Linked DNA regions of Mus musculus: region 2 is linked to region 1. Evidence: chromatin contacts called from public HiChIP or PLAC-seq data. All regions are on one chromosome and are shown on one strand. Each heading gives the region's core, a stretch centred on a gene start, on an enhancer-like site or on the middle of the called end of the contact. The rest is flanking DNA. Distances are from core to core; before and after follow the strand shown.

Evidence for each region. HiChIP or PLAC-seq counts read pairs in DNA pulled down with a chosen protein or histone mark.
Region 2: an H3K27ac HiChIP or PLAC-seq map of neural progenitor cells shows a contact between it and region 1, with 5 times the contacts expected there. The contact joins the promoter of 5730412P04Rik here to the promoter of Bex2 in region 1. A contact is called at or near these places in 11 of 39 promoter capture datasets (3T3-L1-derived adipocytes, cranial neural crest, embryonic stem cells and 7 more), 2 of 15 datasets of contacts at CTCF or cohesin (CD8 T cells and the NIH/3T3 cell line), 60 of 484 Hi-C or Micro-C datasets (the AML12 cell line, the AtT-20 cell line, ECoMG myeloid progenitors and 33 more), 17 of 115 datasets of contacts at active chromatin or transcription factors (SST interneurons, a beta-TC-6 cell line, bone marrow-derived dendritic cells and 7 more) and 2 of 9 other capture datasets (embryonic stem cells and pancreatic islet).

What each region holds. Positions count from the first base shown.
Region 1 is chrX:136,066,478-136,070,584 of GRCm38.p6, forward strand. It overlaps Bex2 (brain expressed X-linked 2), which reads right to left and starts at 1,759. Exons shown (of 3, transcript NM_009749.2): 1 at 1,574-1,759; 2 at 1,123-1,195; 3 at 88-730. The coding sequence starts at 725. The coding sequence ends at 336.
Region 2 is chrX:136,102,313-136,106,419 of GRCm38.p6, forward strand. 5730412P04Rik (RIKEN cDNA 5730412P04 gene) reads left to right here and starts at 2,291. Exons shown (of 7, transcript NR_045424.1): 1 at 2,291-2,558; 2 at 3,377-3,467. It also overlaps a transcript of Nxf3 not described here.

The DNA of each region.
Region 1 (4,107 bases), core at 509-3,008:
TTTCATTCCATCACTTTTCCCTTTGTGTATGGCATATATAGCATATATACACGTGTGTATATGTAGCCTTTAAAGAACTACTAAGATAGCCTTTTAAATCTGCTTTATTAGGTTCACAATATATACTGAGCATCTTCCCATGCAATAGATAAATTCTGCTAACAAAAAAAGAAATGTAAGACTGAGTCGAAAACACAAGTTTCAATTAGAAGCTGGCAGAAGTTGGAGCCCCATGGGGAAACAAGTGACACCAGAAATATTACAACAGTACATCACAAACATGTAAGTTTTGAAAGCAGGGGTCCCCATGTCATCTTCAGAGAAAAGCTCAGGACTCAGGGCATAAGGCAAAACTCATCATGGTGGTCATGATGAGGCGGGTCAGTGCTAACCGCCCGCAGGCTGTGGCTCAGCTGCCTTTCCCTCAGCTTCTCCATGAGCTGTCTCACATCATCCCCAAACCTCTGTACGTTCTCCTCTCTCATCCTTCCCTGGGGCTCCCCAACCCTATGCATCAGGTCCCATCTGTAGTGCACGATGGGCTGCCGAACCCGGAACCGCCTGCGACCTCCTCTAGGCACGTAGTAGTCTCCAGCTTCGAAAGGCAGGGCCACAATCGGATCCCTTTTGCTAGCATCCTGTGGCTTTTCTTCCTTTTCCTCCTTTTCCTGATGGTCATTCTCCATGTTGAGATTTTTCACGCCTTGTTCCACTTTGGACTCCATTTCTCCTAGAAGACAAGAGAAATGTTCAAAGATTCAGCACCGAGGACAGAGGCCCATTTGCCACCATTCACAATCTTGGATGTCCATATGTTTGTTTTTCAAATTTTATTTTTTCTACCTGAAAGGCTCAACACGCCCTCTAGGGGGCCCCCAGTCCCAGACCCTCCCTCCCCACAACCCACCATTTTCCCTGCAGATCTGTTTCCAAAGCTTTTGCAGGCATCAAAATGGAGGATGGAACTGTGGGAATGGTGGGTGGTGGAAGGGGAGCTGGGAGGTAGAATGAGGGGTGTGGGATAGTAGGTGGGAAGGGATGGATGAGGGGGATATGAGGGGACTAACGCCCATCCATCCCCGTTCAGTCTCCCCACCCCACCCCCACCGCCACTGAACCAACCTGGGCCTATCCCTTGCGGCGTAGTCCTCCTGTCAATTCCCGCTGCCGCCTGGACTCTCGGTTTCCAGTCAATCTGCAGACAGGGTGGGATGGGAAGGACTGGGCGCCGAGCTCAGCACCGCACCCGCCTTCCTCGGACCCACCGCCCATCCCCCTACAGGGCCGCCCACGATCTCTAGCAGCCCCGTCCCCATCCCCGTCCCCATCCCCGTCCCCGTCCCCATCCCCGTCCCCGTCCCCGTCCCCGCTCTCCGGGGCTCGCTCTAGCGCTCTCCGCTGCGGGCCCGCCCAGCCGCCCCTCTCCCGGGACCCCCGCGCCGTCCCCGCCCCTGAGCCCGGGCGTCCCTTCCCGGGCGCAGCCGGGGTTCCCCGCGCGGTGCACAAAGCCGCGGTGCGCGCCCGCCCGTCGCGAGGCTGTCGCCCGCAGGGCCGCGGCGTGCAGGCCCCTTACCTGTCCCGCTCGCCTCGGGCCCGCTGCCAGCCCGCCGCGCGCAGAGGAGCTCCGAGCTGCTGGCCAGACGCTCGTGACGACTGCACCCAAGGCTGCGTCGCTCTGCAGCCCCGGGTCACGTGAGGGCCCTGCGTCACTGCCAAGCCCGCTCCCCCTGTTCGGGAGGCCGGTGCGACAGGAGGCCCCGCCCCCGCCTCCCCGCCGCCAGTGCTCACCTCGGGCCCCACCCGTCACTCATCCGGATCCTCACCAATCTGAGGAACCACAAGTGGCATCACCATCAGGAGGTTGGACATCTCCCTTCCCTGTTACCAGGGAGGGTCTGCACCATGCTCCTTGGTTCAGCAACACCACACCCTCATCCTGGAAGTCCGTTTTCTCTCTTTCCATCTGTATAAATCCCTTCTATTAATTTCTCTTTATTTTCTTTTTAAATGTTAATAGGTCTGAGCCAGAACTAGTGGCCCACTCTTGAAATCCTGGCTGGAGTAGGAAATTCACCATGGATTGGAACCCATATAGATTACACAGTGAGTTTCAAATCAGTTTGGGCCATAGAATGAGTCCCTATTTCAGAACAGTTTTTCACGGCTCAAATTTTGAAAAGTAGAAGATTTGTTTTGAACAAAATGTTTAAAACTGGCAAAGTAAAAACTAAACAAACAAACATGAAAAAAAATGTTCTCCTGTGCTCTGTGCTCGACTCAATAGATTTACTCTGATCATCAATAGTTTGTTTAAATTTTTTCCTGGAAAACGTTAAAAACAGGATCTCTTTGAAAAATGTGTGTATTTAAAATCAGTTTAATGAATCTTAAGAAACAAGTCCAGTTGTTAGAGCATAATAATTTGTTGTAAGCAATCTTTTCCCCTTTAGGAGCCAATACCAAGTATTAATAATTCTGTTCCGTCTTACCCTGTAATTACCATCAGTCTTTAACTGTAGAAAGACTTTTGTTAGCAACTGAAAGTTCCTGGCTATCACTGTGGATAGCTTTAAGGACCTAAGCAAAGGGAGAAAGCTTTGAGGGTTGACAGACCAAAGATGTTATCATCCCTGCTCTGAAAAAAAGTCAGAGTGGGAAGACTGTATGTTTAATATGAATATCGTGTCCTTGAGTAAAAGGCAAGCTGTTGAATGGTTCACTTGTGCATTTCTCATTCTCAAGTGCCGTGTATGTTAGTATGGTGAAATAAAATCAGAACTGGTACCTGTTTTTTTTTTTATAAAAGAGAGAGAGTGAGATTAGGAAGGCATTGGTTTCCTTAACACCAAATTCCAGAGGCCCTCATTTCCTCCATCCAGGTTCCTGTTGTATTCTTCAAAACCACATGGAGAAACCAATCACCGTTGCTTCCTCTTGTGCAATTCTTCCAGAACCCCCCCCCCCAGTTCTTTTTAGCATTGATTAGAGGTCTGCTCTCATATTAGAAGCCACAAAAATATCCTACATTTTTTAGATCCTATGTAAATTACAGAAGGGTCTCTTGGGTGGGGGGAAAGGGGGCTCCCAAGGCTCTTCTCTTTTCACCCAGTTCCAGTAGAATCCTGTCTGGGTTCTGGTTGTTAACTCTTTGTAGCATTCGGGCGAGGTGTGGCTTGCTGGGACCCTTTAGACCACTGAGACAGAAAGATCTAGGTGTGAATTTGTGGCCAGACTGGTAAACATAGCAAGTGCCAGGCCACCTGGGGCTACATAGTGAGATACTGTTATAAAAAAAAAAGCAAGAACAACAAACAAACACAGAGAGATCTCAAGTGAATGACAAAATGATGGGGCTCTTAAAAAACAACAACAAAGAAAACAAACAAACAAACAAACAAACAACAAAAAACAAGCCCAAACTTAACACATGGTAAGAAATAATAAAAGAGTAAAGGGGAAATCAATAAAATAGAAACTAAAAGAACAATACATGCAATAAAAGATTTGTTTTTTCAAGACGATTAATGATACTCACAAAATCTTAGCCAAACTAGCAAAAGAGAGAGAAAACCCAAGTCAATAAAATCAGAGATGAAAGTGGAGTTGTAAACAGAATTCAATTATGGAACACTTTGAAAAGTTTTGTCCACTGAAGGAGTTGAAGGGATTTGCAACCCCATAGGAAGGACAACTATCAGCCAACCAGACGCCCCAGAGCTCCCTGGGACTAAACCACCAATCAAAGAGTACTCATAGAAGCAGGGGGAGGGGTATGGGATAGGGGATTTCTGGGGGAAAACTGGGAAGGGGGATAACTTTTGAAATGTAAATAAATAAAATAACCAGTAAAAAATCTGAAAAAGTTTTATCCTAAAAAGATGGAAAGCCCTAGAAACAATAAATAAATTCTCAACTTCTATGTTCTACTGAAATTAAATCTGGAAGATGATATAAAAAATTAAGAAGACACACAAAAAAGCAATGAGATTGACACCGTATTTCACAAAAGTTTCTCCACAAGGCAAAGCTTTGACTTTTGAATTCTATCAAGCATTAAAGGAAGACCTAACACACTGCAACACTTCTGAAACTGTTCCACAAAGTAAA
Region 2 (4,107 bases), core at 1,041-3,540, 36 kb after region 1:
AGAAATCCCTCACATAGAACAGAATATTCTGCCTCCATCATCCCCATCCTTAATAGGCATTCCAGAACTTCTCCCATACCTTCTCTGTCCAGTGTACTATGGTACAATTTTCCAGGCCCATTGTACCACATCCTTGGTCAGTTACTCGCTTACATCCCTGTGCTATCCTATACCTGCTGGTGACTGCAACAGCATTCATAACTACCTTGTTTTGCATCATATATGCCTTTTCAGTATTCTTTGATACTTACCAGGTTCTCCAGAAGAATCAGAATCATTCCATATAAGTCTTTTTGTACTATATCATATTTTTTCTGCTCCTTGTATAATTTTCTTTGTAAATATTGGTGATGCACAGGTATGATCTCAGGACAAAACAGAGAACCAGAGTTTGAACATTTCTGAGATAGAAAGAGAAGGAAGATGTTGGGAGTACCCCAAAGAACTTTCTGAAAGCCTGCAAGCATAATCCAAGAGTTTTCAGTATACTGAACACTGAGGGATACAGACAGAAACTGCCATAGAACACCAGACTGAATTCTAAACTGTTTGACAGGAACAAAATTATCTTGTTTCTAAATTTGTGCATCCAAGCTATATGTGTTCTTTGTAGCATGCTTTTTTTCTTTTATTGTGACCACGCTCATATGTAAAGACATTTTAATTTTTCTACAACTTAGAATTTTACATTAAGTAGTTCTTTCATCATATGGTTGCTTCCAAGTTCATTTTAACAATACATTCTTAGTCCCTGAGGATGAAGTGATGGATCAGTGGTTAAAAGCACGTACTGTTCATGCAGAGCACCAGGCTTGGTTCTTAGCACACACATTAGTTCACAACTGTCCATTACGCCATTTCCAGGGCATCCAACATGCTCTTCTGACCTCCAAGGATACCAGATACACATGTAGTGTACATACATACATGTGCCTTTTCCCCAGCCTTGAGTAGGCTAAACAGACCCACAATAGTTTTACAACCTAGCTGAAGTCTCTGGTCTTGCTGCATTTGTAATTTCCCACAGGAGCAGACTGCCTGCTGAGCTTACTTTGCAACATAATCCAGCTCAAACAAAGGATGGGGTCTGTGGGCTCTCCCTATATAAATACAGTGCTGAATATTAAACTTTGAGGCTCGATCAGAAACTTTTGTCTTGGCTTCATCCTTCTCTCGCACTTTGTCTTTTTCATTTCCAGCCCCCCTTTCAGGTAACCCAGTTCTCCGTGTCTGCTGGACAGCTACACATACATGTCACCAAAACACTGATATACATAAAAAATATATTTTAAAATAATTATTGTCCTCTTTAACAATATCACTGAAGTTTAGTACAATTCCCCATATATTTACAAATAAAAATATATTTATAATAATTTCTTTACAATCATTTTTAAATGTTCTTTCAAAACCATGAAACATTTATTAGCACAATACATGCAAAATATTAATACTAGTGTTAATTAATACTAGTGTTAATTAATACTAGTGTTAATAAAATTGTTAAAATGTTATTTGAAAGTGTCTATTTCTCTACACACTAGAAATAATGTGAACCATTGATTGCTAGTCTGATCTCTTGTGATAGTATTTACTACCTCGCACAATTCCATCCTATGGATGTAACATTCGGTTTTTTACAATTCCAGATTATGGGGAGTGTTCTGAAAATACCTCTGACATACTCATTGGATGGCAATTTAAGAGTGTGAGTATTGCTATAGGGATCATTCAATATGGTTCAGATGGATAGTTAAATTTCAGCATGTGAAATAAGTATAATTTTCCAACCCTTCTTAAAATCATTCTATTTCACAAATGACTTTTAAAAAATATTTCTAGTTCATGTAGTTCAAAGATTAGAAGCAGTCCCTTGGTGTTCAGTCACACATATCAAACTATACAATGTGGACTGTATGTCTTATATGCACAGCTCCACCCACTCAAGAGCTACCTCATCTCCAAGAGTCCCAGAAAATATTCCTGAGTAGATGTGAACAGATAGTGCTTGTTAAGGTCACTTTTATAGCAAACAAAATTCCTCAAAAAAGGAGCATTCTGTTTTGCAGGGTAGTCTCTCAGCTGCCTGCTTCTCCAGCTAGACCTTCTGGTTATGCTTCTCATGTGGTTGCCAACAAAGCAAAGACATTTTATTTTGCTTTCAAACAGGATGGGGGGGGGGCAGGCAGCATGAAAAGGAGAAGAGGAGAGTTGTGTGAGAATAAGCCTGTGCATCACGGTTACCACAGTAACGAGTGAATCAAAGAAACCATGACAACCAGAACATTTCATGAAGACCAAGGTGATCTGGCGAGAACAGCAGGATCCCAGTTACAGGAAAATGCTTAGTTAACCTGTTGGGCTTCTTTGGCTAATTATCGGCTTCCCATCTCAACATCTCAAATGAATATGTGTTTTCATGTGGGTTGGAAGGAGTCAGTATTTTAGTTTAGTTTAGTTTTGCAGTTTTGTTTTGTTTTGATTTGATTTGTTCTGAGAAATGCAGGGGCACAGAAGGGAGGGCTACAAAGAGACAATTACATTTTCTAAAACATCCGGTGAGTCACAGTTGCCATAGAAACCTGATGTCGTTATAGCAACCAATGTGATTTTTAATGGAGATCTATGTAATGCGGCAAGAAAGGCAGATGTTTGGGCTCAGCTGAAGGTATGGATGCCCCATGGTAGTGGCTGAACATCCTTAATAGTTGAAAGACTAAAGGATTTCAGAATCAAGTCAACTGGTTTCTGTTTTAGGACTTGGCCATGCATTGTCTCCTAAGAGAGGTAGTAACCTCTTGACCCCCAGATAATGTGTTGTCCTATTCCAGGTTGTCATGGCCTCAGTTTCCATTTCCAGGTAGATAGTACCTTGGAAGATGGGGCAGGAAATAGTTCTGTTCTCAGTCCAGCTTCCCCATGCTATGAACTGGGTATCATATTTTCTCACTCATAAGGTTCAGGACACCTACTTGATCAGTAGTCAACACCTACTTGAACAATAGTCAATGATCTCAGGTTAGTTATTGAGCTATGTCATTGTTTGCATGTTTGAGATTTTGATATGTATTATTCTATGGTACCATCTTTTCATATTTTTATTACATGTATTTGTATGGGGCAGGGACAGGGACCTGGAACTGATCTCAGGCATTCCAGCTTGACAGCAAGCACCATTACTGGATGAGCCACCTCACCAGCCTCCCATTTTAAAAAAAAAAAATTGTAATGATTTTCATGAAAGTACGAACTTATCAAGTATTCACTAAAGGGGTCAAAATGTCAGATACTCAAATTAAGCAGTTTCAAAAATATTAAAATCATACATATTGGTCTGTTATAATAATAGCCAACTATGTTCTCTAAAACTACACAGATCTCCACACTATCATCATTAATCCCCAGGAAAGGAGGTTTCCTGCTCTGTAGTACTAGCCTCTCTGACCTTCCTAATGCCCTGGACCTCTGTAAGTACAGCACTTCTGTTGCTATAGCATTCATGTACCAGAAACCTATTTAACTAGATTCATGGAAATTCTTTTAGTTAGATTTTGGCATTTTGAACTGTTCTTTTTTATTCACAGTATTTTTATATTTACCTATCTACTGCATATAACAATTATATTTTCTTATTTATTAACTTTGCAGTGATAAAAAAGTTAACACAGAGCCTTCAGCTTATTCGGTACATGTTATGCCACTACCCTTTACCTCCAGCCTGAATCGTTCTTTTTATTGTAATACAGTATGCCAGTACATAACATCCCAATTGATTTTATCCACTCACCTACTTGCCTGCCTTTTTATAGTTTTCAGATTTTCACACTGTTTGAACCACTAATAGAATATATAGAATTTACATTCCAAAACAGTTGTCATTTCACTTTGGATTTTATTTTTTATTTTCTAGGTAAATTGCATGTATCCTTCCTGTGTAACACAGCCTTTTGGTTGATATTTGTACACTATAAAAATCATCACTGCCCCCCCAGCTGTGATGTGTCAAATTCAAATAGTCTTAAATAGCCTCTTGGTGTACTGAGCATGAAACATTTTCCATTTCTCTAGGCCTAAGTCTGTCTTTCATTTTCATCATATTCATCTAAG